2 separate regions of the Danio rerio genome follow, and region 2 is linked to region 1. A link is a contact called in public HiCAR-type data. All regions are on one chromosome and are shown on one strand. The core of a region is the stretch at or near the end of the contact, and the rest is flanking DNA. Distances in the headings are between cores, read along the strand shown. Region 1 holds the start of znf750 (zinc finger protein 750). Region 2 holds the start of atp5pd (ATP synthase peripheral stalk subunit d).

What was found. HiCAR-type assays count read pairs that join an accessible place to other places.
Region 2: a contact with region 1 is called in a HiCAR-type map of caudal fin, with 8 times the contacts expected there. The contact joins the promoter of atp5pd here to the promoter of znf750 in region 1. A contact is called at or near these places in 3 of 18 Hi-C or Micro-C datasets (caudal fin, hematopoietic stem cells and skeletal muscle) and 2 of 4 datasets of contacts at active chromatin or transcription factors (caudal fin and embryo).

What each region holds. Positions count from the first base shown.
Region 1 is chr3:49,345,526-49,352,795 of GRCz12tu, reverse strand. znf750 (zinc finger protein 750) reads left to right here and starts at 3,054. Exons shown (of 3, transcript NM_001017786.1): 1 at 3,054-3,217; 2 at 4,275-5,536; 3 at 5,637-6,704. The coding sequence starts at 4,323. The coding sequence ends at 6,246. It overlaps tbcd (tubulin folding cofactor D), which reads right to left. Exons shown (of 39, transcript XM_073944965.1): 13 at 7,227-7,270.
Region 2 is chr3:49,640,388-49,647,657 of GRCz12tu, reverse strand. It overlaps atp5pd (ATP synthase peripheral stalk subunit d), which reads left to right and starts at 3,930. Exons shown (of 6, transcript NM_200702.1): 1 at 3,930-3,957; 2 at 5,903-6,034. The coding sequence starts at 5,913. slc16a5b (solute carrier family 16 member 5b) reads right to left here and starts at 2,273. Exons shown (of 5, transcript XM_021474725.3): 1 at 2,026-2,273.

The sequences.
Region 1 (7,270 bases), core at 1,805-4,304:
ACTTAACCCTTCCAATGGAATTGCAATAATGTGCACCTTTTGTAAAGCTGCTTTAACACAATAACTATTCTGCAAAGTACTATACAAATGAACTGGAATTAAATTGAATGCTTATTTTGGTACATTTCAGAGTTTTTTTGTTTTTGTTTCGATTATATATATATATATATATATATATATATATATATATATATGGTCACACTTTACAATAAGGTTCATTAGTTAATGTTAACTAATGCATTTACTAACATGAACAAACAATGAACAATACATTTACTACTGTATTTGTTTATGTTAGTTAACGTTAGTTGATGAAAAGACAGTTGTTCATTGTTAGTTCATGTTAACTCATGGTGCATTACCTAATGTTAACAAGCATGGACTTGGATGTTAATAATGCATTAGTAAATGTTCAATTATGATTAATAAATGCTGTACATGTGTTGTTCATGATTAGTTTATGTAAGTAAATGCATTAAATAATGAACTTTGTTGTAAAGTGTTACCATATATATATATATATATATATATATATATATATATATATATATATATATATATATTTAGTGCTTGCATAGTAGAGATGGCATTAGTGTGCGGATGGTAGTTATGTATATCTGCAAGCACTGTGGATAACCCACGGGTTGGGCAGGTCGGGTAATAGAAAAAATACTTTATGATTAATTGAGGGTGGATGTAGCAGGACATGGCAGTGGACCAGCAAAAAAAGCAGGGAGTGAGCTTTGCAGAATGGGAAGATGAGACACCCAAAATAATGGATGAAGAGTAGCCTACTGTTCAAAGTTTCAGTTAGAGTCATCATCAGAAGAAAAATCTGCTATCATTCTTGGAGAAACAAGATCGCTTATTTTCACAACTGCAGCGCCTTGCGAGGAGAATCTTGTTTATTCCTACAACAAGCGGTGAAAGTGAATGCTCATTCAGTGCAGCTGGCCGCGTTTTGGATGCGAGGCGGAATCGCCCGAATACAGGCACAATAGATGCTATTCTGTCTTTGCACAGTGCGAAGAAAAAGGCCAAGTAAACATAACAAAGCTGCCGTTTAGGCTGAAGTAGCATCCTTTTTTTTATCTTGTTCCTGTATCTGTAAAAACTAAAAATGTCTTATTTTTACTTTCTGTATCTATTTGAAAAATGAAGAAAATGTTGTCTAAAGACAAACTTTTGTTTTTATAAATAAATGTTCATTTAAAAACGTTTACGATTAAAGTATTATTTTACTATCAGAGATGCGCAGATTAAAGCTCACTGAATCTGCTGTTGATATTCACACTGAGCTGGCGCATGCTTAGAGGCAACCCAGGCGGCTGCCTACGAAGGCAGAATAGAGAGGGTGGAGTCCACGACTATCCCCCCACCGCCGGGTATCATTTAAGCTGATCCGCACATCTCTATTGCATAGACTAGTCGAGCGATCAACTACTTCAACCACTAGTAGGTGCTGTCAGAAACAATCCACTTCTCGAGCGTAAATTTTCCATAAACGAAATCAAAATGACAAACGTAAGCGACAAACATCCTGATCCAAAGTTAAAAGCAGCCAAACTACAACTGAGGATTAAATATAAGATTTTTTTCAGATGCCTGACATTAACACCATGGGAAATTCTCTCGAAAGGTGGTCGTTATGAACACCAGTTTTATTTTACTACCCAAGCTAGCAAAATTATTTCTTGCCATCCTGATGTCCACGAAGGGAACACATTCTTTATTGGCTGGCAACGCTGTAACAAGACAAATAGCAAGCCTGCATCCCTCTCACATGGTTGTGCTTGTATTTATAAATGCAATCCAGCAATCCACTTTCTGTGGTTAGAGGATGATAGCGGGGATAACTGCTGGTGTTTTGTATAAAGTTTGCTGAACTAAGATGCTATTCCTTATTTCTGTCTAAAGCAGGGTAAATTTAAAATGATTAAATTGTAGGACGTACATTTTAATCACTATTGCATTGCTATTTTTTTTCTACGACTTTGTCTGCATGTAAAATATAATGTAATCATTCATTTGTTTACTGTGTCTATGCATATTTTATTTATTACCTTTAATATATTTTTTAAATGTATTCAAATTATTTATTCATAAATAGTTTATTTATTATTTATTTTCCGCTAGACAGTATACTGTAACTTGTTGAACAATTTCTTTCTCGAACCAAAAAAGTTTTCATTCTTGTTATCACTGCTGAAAACTTAAATATTAAAGTCATTTTTTATTAGATTAATTTTTGTATAAAGCCTGTATATATATATATATATATATATATATATATATATATATATATATATATATATATATATATATATATATATATATATATATACATACATACACACACACACACACACACACACACACACACACACACACACAAAAATGTATGTATTGGATGTACTGAAACGTGGTACATAAAAAGTGTTGCAAACAAATAGATACACATAATTACACTAAAAATAAATACTTTTTTTGGAAAGATATTACAAGGAACAATTTTCCTAAAATGTTGGTGGGGCCAAAATGAACAGTATTCACAGTTTATGATTCATGCTGTATATGCAGTGAGTACTGTATTGTGAATAAATGTGAATGTATTTCAAAATAAAACTAACCCCATTTGTGAAAACTACGATCCGGATGCAGCATAAATAACTGCAAGCTCAGAACAAGAATTTTCATAATCACTCTGAAAGACACTTCACATCAAGCGCAGCACACATGCAAATCTCACTGGTTGTCCTGAATATTTCCACACCCCTCTGACAACATCCTCAAACCTGCTTCACACCTAACTCCACCACTCCTGAGCTAATTCAACCATTTAGGCAAACAAAAGGCGCAAACAGTCTTGTCTGGATTTTAAAGTCCATGTGGATTGTCACAAGCAGGTGAGACAAGGAGGCAAACTAGCAGCGTATCGTGGCTTGGGGCTTGCCTAATAGCAGGCGCATTGATGCTGCCTCAGGGCTCTACTGCTTGGGCACAGACTCCACCCCACAGAGTCAACACCTAAGAGAGAAGGCGAGAGGCTCATCAGACTCATCAGAATCTAGACGGAGCACCTAAACGAACAGACAGTCGATTTCGAGGACAAGCACGCCAGACAAACTCTTCCACTTCAGAGACTTCTGGATGACCACTGTGGATCTACATCCATCAATGATACATCCAATATCGTGAACGTGGAATCTGACAACAGGTAAGAGTATGACAATGTCGATTGATAATGACTGCAGTCATTGTTACTGTTGTTCATATGTACTGTTCATGTGTATGATCAACTGTAACATTTCTTAAAGCTTAACTGTTGGTGTCATGTCAGGCAGGTGTTTCAGAGGTAGATCCAAATAGCTGACTTTAGTTGCACCTGCTAGACTACACCTTGTAAAAAAAGTTTACTTGTCATGTGGTTGTTCAGGCTATAAGCAACCTATAAAGTTTTTCCATTTAGAAAAAAAATAAACTTTTTCACATTTCACAAGATATTGGGTTATTTACAGAATTAAAACCAGGAAACAATGGATATTGCAGCAAAATGTAATTTCACAATCCAACAAAAAATGTCTTTTAATTTGTGCCTTGAGGAGGGAGCGGCTTCGTATAAAACATGGGAGCCAAAACCTGAGCCACCACTTCTTGCGACAGCTAGTGACAAACAGGTTCCTTAAGGTGGAGTCATTTTCTGCATAACTTGCCTGACAATCTCTTTCTTCAATCTTCTTAGCACCAATACAAACCTTCAGGCCTCAAAATCTTTGCACACTTACCAGACCATTACGTATCCTCATTGTAGTGATGAACTGTAGAAGAAATTCCTTCAAGCACTGAAGAAGTCCATGTTGTTACCAGTGTTATAAAATCCGATTTCAAATGAATAGTTGGGGTAGCTTCTCTACATTTACAGTGCGAGTAAGATTAACATTTAAATATCTTGTATCCTGCAGGTAAGGTCATGGGAAACAGGTGTATGAGGTTTCCCACGCCATCAAATTTTGAAGAAGGGGAGCATGTTTCTACAGGCCTACACTTCAGGCTTCGGTAGTGCAGCTAGAGTGTGTCATGCTAAAACAGAATCCAGCAAACATTAAAGAGCGGCTACATTCTAAATAAAAGGTTTAAAAGACAATGAATTTGCTATATTTATTTCTATTACTAGTAAGTTGTGACCCAAAAACAAATGAAGAGTGCTGCTCTTACAGGGTGTGGCAGAACTGTTAATCATATATACATTTTTTTTTTTATTTCCCCATTGGCAGATAGGACTGACAAACCACGCAGCACTGGATTTGAACAACTGCACCACTATGGAAACCCTTCAGGGCAGAAAACCGAAGAAACCCCATTACATTCCTCGTCCTCCTGGCAAGCCTTTTAAATATCAGTGTTTCCAATGTCCATTCACCTGCAACATCAAGTCTCACCTCTTCAACCACATGAAGTATAATCTGTGCAAGAACTCCATCTCTCTGGTGTCTCAGCGCATGGAACAGACAGGGAAAGCATCCAGAGCTTCCCAGCATAGCCCAGCTTTCAGTCACAACAGCAAAGAGCTACCACTGGATGCTGAATCAACCAAACCTATAGAAAATGTCAAGATTGAGAAAGCGGTGACTAAGGAAGCAAGAGAAAAGCCTCAAAGTCCCATCAAGGAGGTCAGTAAAGATGACACTGAGCCAGCTCTTGAGGCCAAGGACAAAAGTGAAGACATGGACATTGCACAGAACAAAATATCTTCGGCCTTCTCGCCAGTTGCACGAACATGCGAAAGTGAAGCTCTTTCTTTGTCTCCACATAAGGATGATCAATCAACCATTCCTCACTTCTACCAACAAATTGCACCTTGGGTAACATCTGCTTCCTCAGCACATCTTCTTCCTCCAATACCAGAATATCCTCCATACATGGTGCCCGAAAGGTCCTTGCCTCCCCTCTACGCACCCTACCCACATAACCAAGCAAGCACTCCAGCCTACCAAGTAGCACCTCGAGAGACCCAGAGACCACTAGTGCCGTCACCTTTGATCCCACCTAATTCTTCCCTTCTCCACCCTTATCACTACAGATATGGTCACTCTATTTTCCCCAGTCCACCTCTACCCTACAGCTTCTATCAGCACCCTGAACTCTCTATACCCTTACAGAGATCCAGGTATCTTCCTCTGGATGTGTACAGTAGCAGATTTTATCCTCGAGAGTATGGAGGGCACCTGGTCCCCCTAACGCATCCTGAATCTTACAGCAGGCTTGCTGAGGATAGGGCAGTGCAGGAGCATAATACAGGAGACAAAGGTATTCGCGAGAGTCCTTTAGAAGGATGTGATGCCTCTGGGTCTCCAGACAGGCCCAGTACTGCAGATGTCACCCAGCGTATCCCTGTTGGACTCAGACTTGCTTCCCATGGGGAGTCTCACTCAGGCAGCCAATCGCATATCATATCAGGGTCGACTAAAGCAAATGATAACTTACCCAAAATGCCATGTGGACAAAATCAAGAGAAAGTGTTACAAAAGACAGAAAGGTAGGTACAATCTAAGCGGGACAAATAAATATGATATACGCATGATTAATTTCCTCCTTGCAAAACATTCATAACATGACATCTTGTCTCATCTTTACAGGTATGATTCACAAACCACAATTTCTGCAAGAAGCAGTGACATTTCAGACAAGGAAGAGGATGAAGAAACCGAAGAGGAGATAGGTCCTCTTAACCTTTCAAAAAGGGACCAGGCCACATCCGACAACATGACACATCATCACTATCCTGACCGAGAACTGCATTATGATTCAGAAAGTAGTCAAGAAGAGGCTCCGCTCAACCTCTGCCTCAGGGTACAGTCCAGCAACCAAGCCTTGCCCAACACCTCTGAAACTCCGGAAAAAGAAACCATCAGCAATGCTGAAGTATCCACAACTGAGTCACCCCAGGATCTAGAACCATGTGACCAAAGGCAGACAGCAGCCTTTGCTTTATGCCAGTTAGCTAGCTCAAGGGACATCATCAATGACACTTCTGTTAAGCAACAAGGTGTGACCGAGAGCCAGAACACTAAGTGTCTTCCTTCTTCTGACAACTGCTCAGTCAAAGACAGTCCTAACATACTCAATGCAAGCGTGTTGGCATTGGGACAAAAAAGGGCAAATAATAGACCCTTAAGAAACACTAACAAACGAGCAAAGGTTAAAGAATCATCCCGTCCACGAAGAAAAAGGTCACAAAACTGCTGATGAAGAGTAGTTAAATAGTGAACTGCTGCAATTCAGATGGTTGAGAGAGAAAAGCGGTCCAGTGAAAACATCAACATTAAAGAGAGACTTTGCAGAAATATGGCCAGCAGCTACTATCAAGTCTTGAATTATTATAGTATTTATGGCCGTAAAATAACTTACTTATGAATTTTAAAGTTATGATTGAACTGATAATGTATACGTTCAATGTAAGATACTTTGAATAAAAGCATCTCCCTTAAAGATTTATGTAAATAAACACGTTTTTAAGTATTCTTGATGTATAAACATTATGCACTGACTAGAAAAAGACAGCACCCCAGTTTACTAAGAAGCTTGTTCGCTTTGACAAATATTCAATGTAATGTAACAAAAAGTGAGTGGGTGGTGGCATTTTTACTCAATAAAAAAACAAGCCAAACTTGTAATATTTGAATAAAGTGTTTGAATAAATTTTATTTCATTTTCCTGAGTATTTCTGAAGTGGGGCATGATAAGTACAAAGAACGCACATTATTCTCAGATTAGGATTAATGAGTTTGACTACTTAATACGATGGCTGAGTGTTTCAAGTGGACCCAAAAATGGAAAAACTCAAGTGATGGATGCCGCTGTGCTGTGAAGTGCTCAGCGAAGTTGTAAGTGATCTTTGATAGGCGAGTTCCTGTTTGTTTATTTTAATATCCCGAGAACCATGTCTTTTGTATTTATAAGCCTAAAGAATCATTACCTGAATAGTCAGGTCTGTCACGATTTATGGTCTCCTTGAAACAGTTTATTTGTTTTTGGAGCTATTCGAAAGTGTAATGCAGAAATGACGTGTGCTGTCAAACAGATCTTTTCTCAATTTGCTGGCGTTTTTTTTTGTAATTGCATATGCTTTCTTAAATTGCAGCAGGCTAAAGCTCTCTCAGCCACCATAACTTATGTTGGTAAGGCAGGTTTCAAATATAACAGATTAAAAGAAAATACAAACTAACCGTCTGACAGACGAGAAGGAAGCAGCAGTCCTCTTCGGCCTAGC
Region 2 (7,270 bases), core at 2,681-5,180, 290 kb before region 1:
TATATATTTATTCATTTTTTTCATCTTAGCCCCTTTATTAATCTGGTGTCGCCACAGTGGAATGAACCGCCAACTGATCTAGCATATGTTTTATGCAGCGGATACCCTTCCAGCTGCAACACATCTCTGGGAAACATTTCGCTAATTCACTTGTACCGCATGTCTTTGGACTGTGGGGGAAACCGGAGCACCCAGAGGAAACCCATGCGAACGCAGGGAAAACATGCAAACTCCACACAGAAACGCCAACTGAGCCGAGGTTCGAACCAGCGCCCCTCTTGCTGTTATATTATATTATATTATATTATATTATATTATATTATATTATATTATATTATATTCATTCATTCGTTTTCTTTTCAGCTTACTCCCTTTATTATTCTGGGGGTCACCACAGCAGAATGAACTGCCAACTTATCCAGCACATGTTTTACGCAGCGTATGGCAGAGATCCATACATACTCATTCACACTCAATGTCAGCATTTAGCCTACCCAATTCAACTATATCGCATGTTTTAGGACTGTGGGAGAGCACCCAGAGGAAACCCACATGAACGCAGGGAGAACAAGCAAACTCCACACAGAAATGCCAACTTACCCAGCCATGGCTCGAACCAGCGACCTTTTTGCTGTGAGGCGACAGCACTACCTACTGCGTCACTGTGTCGCCTATATTATATTATTCATTCATTCATTCATTTTCTTGTCGGCTTAGTCTGTTTATTAATCCGGTGTCGCCACAGCGGAATGAACCGCCAACTTTTCCAGCAGGTTTTTACGCAGCGGATGCCCTTCCAGCCGCAACCCATCTCTGGGAAACATCCACAAACACACACTCATACACTACGGACAATTTAGCCTACCCAATTCACCTGTACCACATGTCTTTGGACTGTGGGGGAAACCGGGGCACCCGGAGGAAACCCACGCGAACTCAGGGAGAACATGCAAACTCCACACAGAAACGCCGACTGAGCCGAGGCTGGAACCAGCGACCTTCTTGCTGTCAGGTGACAGCATTACCTACTGCGCCACTGCTTCGCCCTATATTATATTATATTATATTATATTATATTATATTATATTATATTATATTTGACTGTGTAAATGTATATTTAATTCAATCTGAGAGTTAGGGTTATAACAATTATAAATATAATTTATTTTTATTATTTACTTTATGTTTTAGACATATGGTAATATAATGATAGCTTCTTATGCAAACAACATTGAGTAAATTATGAATATGATTTTTATTATGTAAATCAGTTTCTGTAGGGTTTTGCATTTTTATGATTTTGCCCATGAGAGCATCATGATTCAAAACATCTAATTTTGCTTTAAAGCTTGCAGTGTGTCTTTTTTATTGTTTTATTATTATTTCGATAATATTGCATATGCACATCCACAAAATTTCAGTATCACAACGTGTCTTTATAAATAAACCAATATGAAATAACTCTTATAATAATTAATAAAAAAAATTCTAATACATCTAATTATGGAAATTGATCAAGCTAATGACGAATATAGATCTTGACTAATATAAATCTGATTTATTCTCAGCGCTCCTTTAGAGTTTCTTAATTCCTCTTTCTTTTCAGTTTCACAGCATCACACGCACATACAGGCATAACAGCTCCTGAGGGCACTGGTCCACATGGACCTATGAATAACTGTAACTGGCAACCGACAATATGTTTGTATCACGCTTAATATTTTTCGCTGTCTCTCCATGAACAAATTGCACGTGCTACAGTTGGTTGTTTAATATAATAACAGTTAGCACACTAGTAATTAATTTCATCATAACACAAATTAAAGCTACAATTACCTTTTAAAACACGTATCTATAGATTACTGTTCATCTCACTTTTTAACGCATATCCTACCACCAGCATCAAAGCAGAGATAATGAGATGAAATCAACACACCTGTTTTACTCGCGCGCGGCTACTCATCCGTGTGATGAAGCTCCTCTAAAAAACATCCAGCAGTTTTATTATTATGTTTCTCCCCTCACCTTTAGGAGCTGGTGGTCATCTGTTCTTGCCGTGTAGTGGTCCTGTTGTTGAATGCTCGCTCGCCCTGTCCGGCCCTGCGTGACCCGCGTGGTGAACGGCACGCGAGCTCTGGCGCTGCGGGAACGCGCAACTCTCCCTGCGGGCAGCGCTGCGATGGAGACGGGATTACAGGGAGCTCGTGACTGTACTTTATCAACTCCATCATGATTTTTTTCATCCTTGCCCCTTTGCCACAATATCGAACTCTGACGTAATAGCATGACAGTGACAATTTCGTCAATCCCACCCACCTCAACAAAGAGCATCCCGTTTTCATGATAAGATAAGGTGTTTTCATAGGGGTTTTTTTTTTTTTGTTGCTTTTTTCGTTTTCTTACAGCAGTCTTATTAATATCACATAATAATGTTAAGGAGTACGTTTAAATATGGTAGTCAATTTATTTATGTATTTAATGTTTTGTTTTGCTGATATGGTTGTTTTTACTTAGAAATTAATTTCTTACAACTGGCAGATTTTTTTTTTTTTTTTTTTTTTTTTTTTGCTGACAAGCAGTCTTGGCTGTAACCTTTGTAGTTTATTTTTAATTGTATAAAAATAGGCCTTGATATTATCACACAGGTGACAGTATTACAAAAAATATTTTTATGAATGCTGTTTTTAATTTTATTAAACTGTATTAAAAAGAAAATGCAAATACTGTGATAACGCAGTGGCGCAGTAGGTGCTGTTGCCTCACAGCAAGAAGGTCGCTGGGTTGCTGGTTCGAGCATCGGCGTTTCCGTGTGGAGTTTGCATGTTCTCCCTGCGTTCACGTGGGTTTTCACCGGGTGCTCCAATTTCCCCCACAGTTCAAAGACATGCGGTACAGGTGAATTGGGTAAGCTAAACTGTCTGTAGTGTATAAGTGTGTGGATCCGCTACAAAAACGTGCTGGATAAGTTGGCGGTTCATTCCGCTGTGGCGACCCGGATTAATAAAGGGACTAAGCCGAATGAATTAATATGAATAACAATAAAACGTTTTAAGCATGCTCTTATATTTTTTTAACAAATCAAATATTGAGGACATTTTGACATCAGGATCACAAGGTATACAAACACAGAGGGACAAAAAAAGAGCACATGCATGGTTATGTTTCTTTGCAAATCAGAAGCTGTAACAATGATTACCATAATTTGAAGTGATTTTAACCTATGTTTTATTCATTTACCTCAAGTTTATTTATTTATTTATTTATTTATTTATTTATTTATTTATTTATTTATTTATTTTCTGTTAAGGATAAGGGGCGGAAGGGTACTCACTCTCCCCAAGTTCGTGTGGGTTTCCTCCACCAGGGGCTCCGGTTTTCCATAGTCCAAAGACATGTGGTATAATTAAATAAACTAAGTTGGCCATGTGTATTAGTGTGTGAATGAGTGTATGGGTGTTTACAGGGTTGCAAAAAAAAGATCAATATGATAAAATAATCATTTGTATCAAATACTATATAAGGGACTTTAACTATAAAGAAAAAAATTATGCAAAATTTATTGATTGTGGCTCAGGGACTAAGCCGAAAAAAAAATGAATGGATGAACATGACCTGCAAAAAAAGAGCTTAAAACAGCAAACAAGCATCAAAATCTTGCCATGTTATTTTTAAAGCAGACATATCTTTGAAGAAAGCTGAAACCGTTGACTTCAATTGTAGAATTTATTTTTTAAATTAAATTACACAAAAATATTAATCCTTGGGGGATAATCTTATTAAGCCATGTGTCTGTTTCCTGCCCTCTGGTGGACTCGTCAGTCTAGTGTGTTATTCATATGAGCTGCAGTTTTTCTCCAAGCCGCTGGGTCTCAGTAAGGAGCGCTGCTTTCTTAACCGCGTTTCCGCTCTCCAGCCGCCATCACGCTTCTGTCATTGCAGCGGCTTGATCCTTGAGCAGTAAGTACGGTCAAGATTCCATCATTTTCCTAATAATTACAGGTCCTATTATCTTTTCTCGACATAACAATTAATATTAGGACGTAGCCTACTGTTATTGAGACACGACGTGGAATTTACATAGTTGTATTTGTCAGCTCGCAACACGCTGACCTTGTCTTGTTGACTTATCTCTGCGTTAGAGAAGGATTATCATTTCTTTTGTTTTAATTTGCCATATTCCTGTAATCAAAATGCATCTTAATTGTTATGAGAACTGTTTAAATGAGAAAAGAGATCAACCTTATAGCTAAGTAAGTAAAGTCGTGTCTTTCTGAGTCTTGTATTCACAAATGTTTGCATATAACATCTAACGTTAAACATTCAGTATTATTTTTGTATAATAATAGCACATGTTCAAATATAGCTCACTATTTAATGCTTTACGTTAAAACATTTATAATGAAGGCAAGGTGAATTGTTTAAAAATGAGGTATAATGGCGAGAATTAAAATAACGAGCTATAAATGACTATTCTAAGAATAATTCAATTATATAAACTGTATTGCATTGGAAGTTTGCAAAAAAAAATATAATTTATATATATATATATATATATATATATATATATATATATATATATATATATATATATATATATATATATGTATATGCCTTGTTACACAAATGGGGCTTTATTTTGTTAAACACACCAAGTTGCATACATTTCTATAGCACAGACATTTTGACATTGAATTAAGTCAGGTGATTTATTATTATTTTATTTCAACGACTTTTACAAAGGTAATTTTGGTGTTTTTTTATTACTGGGCAATTCCATGCAAATGTCAACCTTGTCATGAGAAAAGTTTTTACCAAAATATGAAACTTTTTACGTTTAATTTTTATTTATTATTATTATTATTTTTTTTTTGTAGGCTTGTATTTTACAGTACTTTGAAAATACTCAAAAAAATGTTTCTGTCAGTGTTTTCAAACTATTATCTTTGATTTACCAAAGTCACACAACTGGCAATTTCAGATCCGTCACATCCATAACAGAGACATGTTCACATCCATAATGACACTTTTTTTCCCTCATAAATGCAAAAATGTCAAATTGAAAAAAAGTAAATTTTTGTTCTATAGAGAGACATTTTATCCTTTTGATTAGCATCATTTCTTTTGGGTTGTGCAGTTTAATTCACAGAATTTCTACAAAGTATCTCTTATACTGCAAACTCGCATCCATAACGCATACTTATTTTCCTCATTAAAAGTACATGCATGTTTACAGATTGATAGTGTTCTACTCCCTCAACTCAGTGATCAGTTGTTCTAAAAAATATATAATATATATGTATAATGATGTTTCAATATATGTTAACATTCACTTTCCATGTGAATTTATGTTCTTAGTTTTTACTGCAAATGTCACATCCATAACGCTGGAATTGCTCTTCTTCATAATTCAGTAACACTATACCCAAAAAGACACATTTTTAAATGCTCTGTATATATACATAATTGGGCAAATTATGAACATAAATGTGTGTAAAAACCTTCAGAATACAGATATTAATACAACTGTGAAGTTTGGTGTATGTACCTGCTGCTGAGGTGGACATTTATGGCTCTGTGCAAAGACCAAAATATAAATTTTGAGAAGGCAATCCTAAAAATACATATGTGTTGTAATTTAAATCTACAGACACAAATTAATACAGTCTGATAACCGAAATTTTGGATGTTGTCTTTCTGTTAGACTGAAGTAAACAATTGGTTAAAAGTTCAAACTGTTATTAATAATAATAAATATTATAAATAATAATAAATTGACATATGCATGAATTTATTTTCCTTGGGAGTTGTTGCTTATACAGTTTACTTTGCATGCACTTGATGGTCTTTGCTTAACTTCTGCGAAGTTCATAATAAGCACCTCTGAATTAAAATGTTTTGGTAGGAGCAGCAAAATGGCAGGTCGACGTGCAGCCGTGAAGGCCATTGATTGGCTGGCTTTTGCAGAGAGGGTCCCACCGAACCAGAGGGCCATGTTCAACAGTCTGAAGACCCGCAGCGATGCCATCTCAGCAAAGTGAGTCCACTGGACTGTACATGAAGAACATGAACCACACGATTTGTCTAATTTGTAAATTATGTAGGAGCGATGGGTAAATTCATTACAGCCATTTATTTATTTATTTATTTAAACAAAGCTAATGTGCTTTGTAAGCCAAGATTGTTGTGGTCCTGAGTAAAACACGGGTCAGGTGCTGATCAGTAGAGGGTCCTGGACTTAATGTTTGGGGGAAAACATCTTAACAGAATTTATTCTGATATAATATATAAAAATGTCATGACTTCTCCATCACCAACACCCAATCCCCCCCAATATAACTAGATTTTATACATTTCCTTCAGGATAAAAATTAAAACGTGAAACAGTTTTAAAGTATACTGTTTCTTTTTTTTTTTCCTTTTTTTAAATATATATTTTGTGATTTATTAATTGTTATTATTATTTATTTATTTATTATTAATATTTTTACTAGTTAATGTGAAGAATATATACATATCTAACATTTATCAAACTACTCTTAAGGATGGCCACATCAATTTAAACTTAAAAAGAAGCATATAACATTAAAAAGTTTATCACTAATTTCAGGGTAATATGGTAATACATTTTAAAAGGTTTACTTCAGAAAGTTAGTTCTGAAAGTTTACTTCTGAAAGTTAGGTTGAATACTAGTTTTTTTGTTGTTGTTTTAAAATGAAATTTTTATTTACTTTAATGTAAAACTTTAACTTTAACTGGGTTGCTTAGCACATTGTTTAAATGTGTTTTGGTCATTGTTACGGTTTATGCTACTTTTAATGCCGTTTTATTCCTTTTTCTGACTTGTAAACCAGCAATAAGTCAAATTTCATGAATTAAACCAAGTATACTAAACCGATGTGACATAACACGTGATTAAATATACTTTTGCATTTTATTTTTTGTCAATCAATCAAAACTTAAAAATTACTTTTGAAATAAAACATCTGTAAAAAAGTAAATAAAGCTTCAAATGGATTGATTTAAAATACTCGCTACCTGTTTATTGTAGGTCATGGAAATTGATTAATTTATTTATTGAATGTTAGAGAGTGAGTCATAGAATGGGAACCTTTAAGCTGCTGGAAGTGGTGTAAGTGAGGCCAGCAGGGGGTGCCCAACCTGCGGTCTGTGTGGGTCCTAATGCCCCAGTATAGTAATAGGGACTCTATACTGCTCAGTGAGCGCCGTCTTTCGAATGAGATGTTAAAAACGAGGTCCCGACTCTCTGGT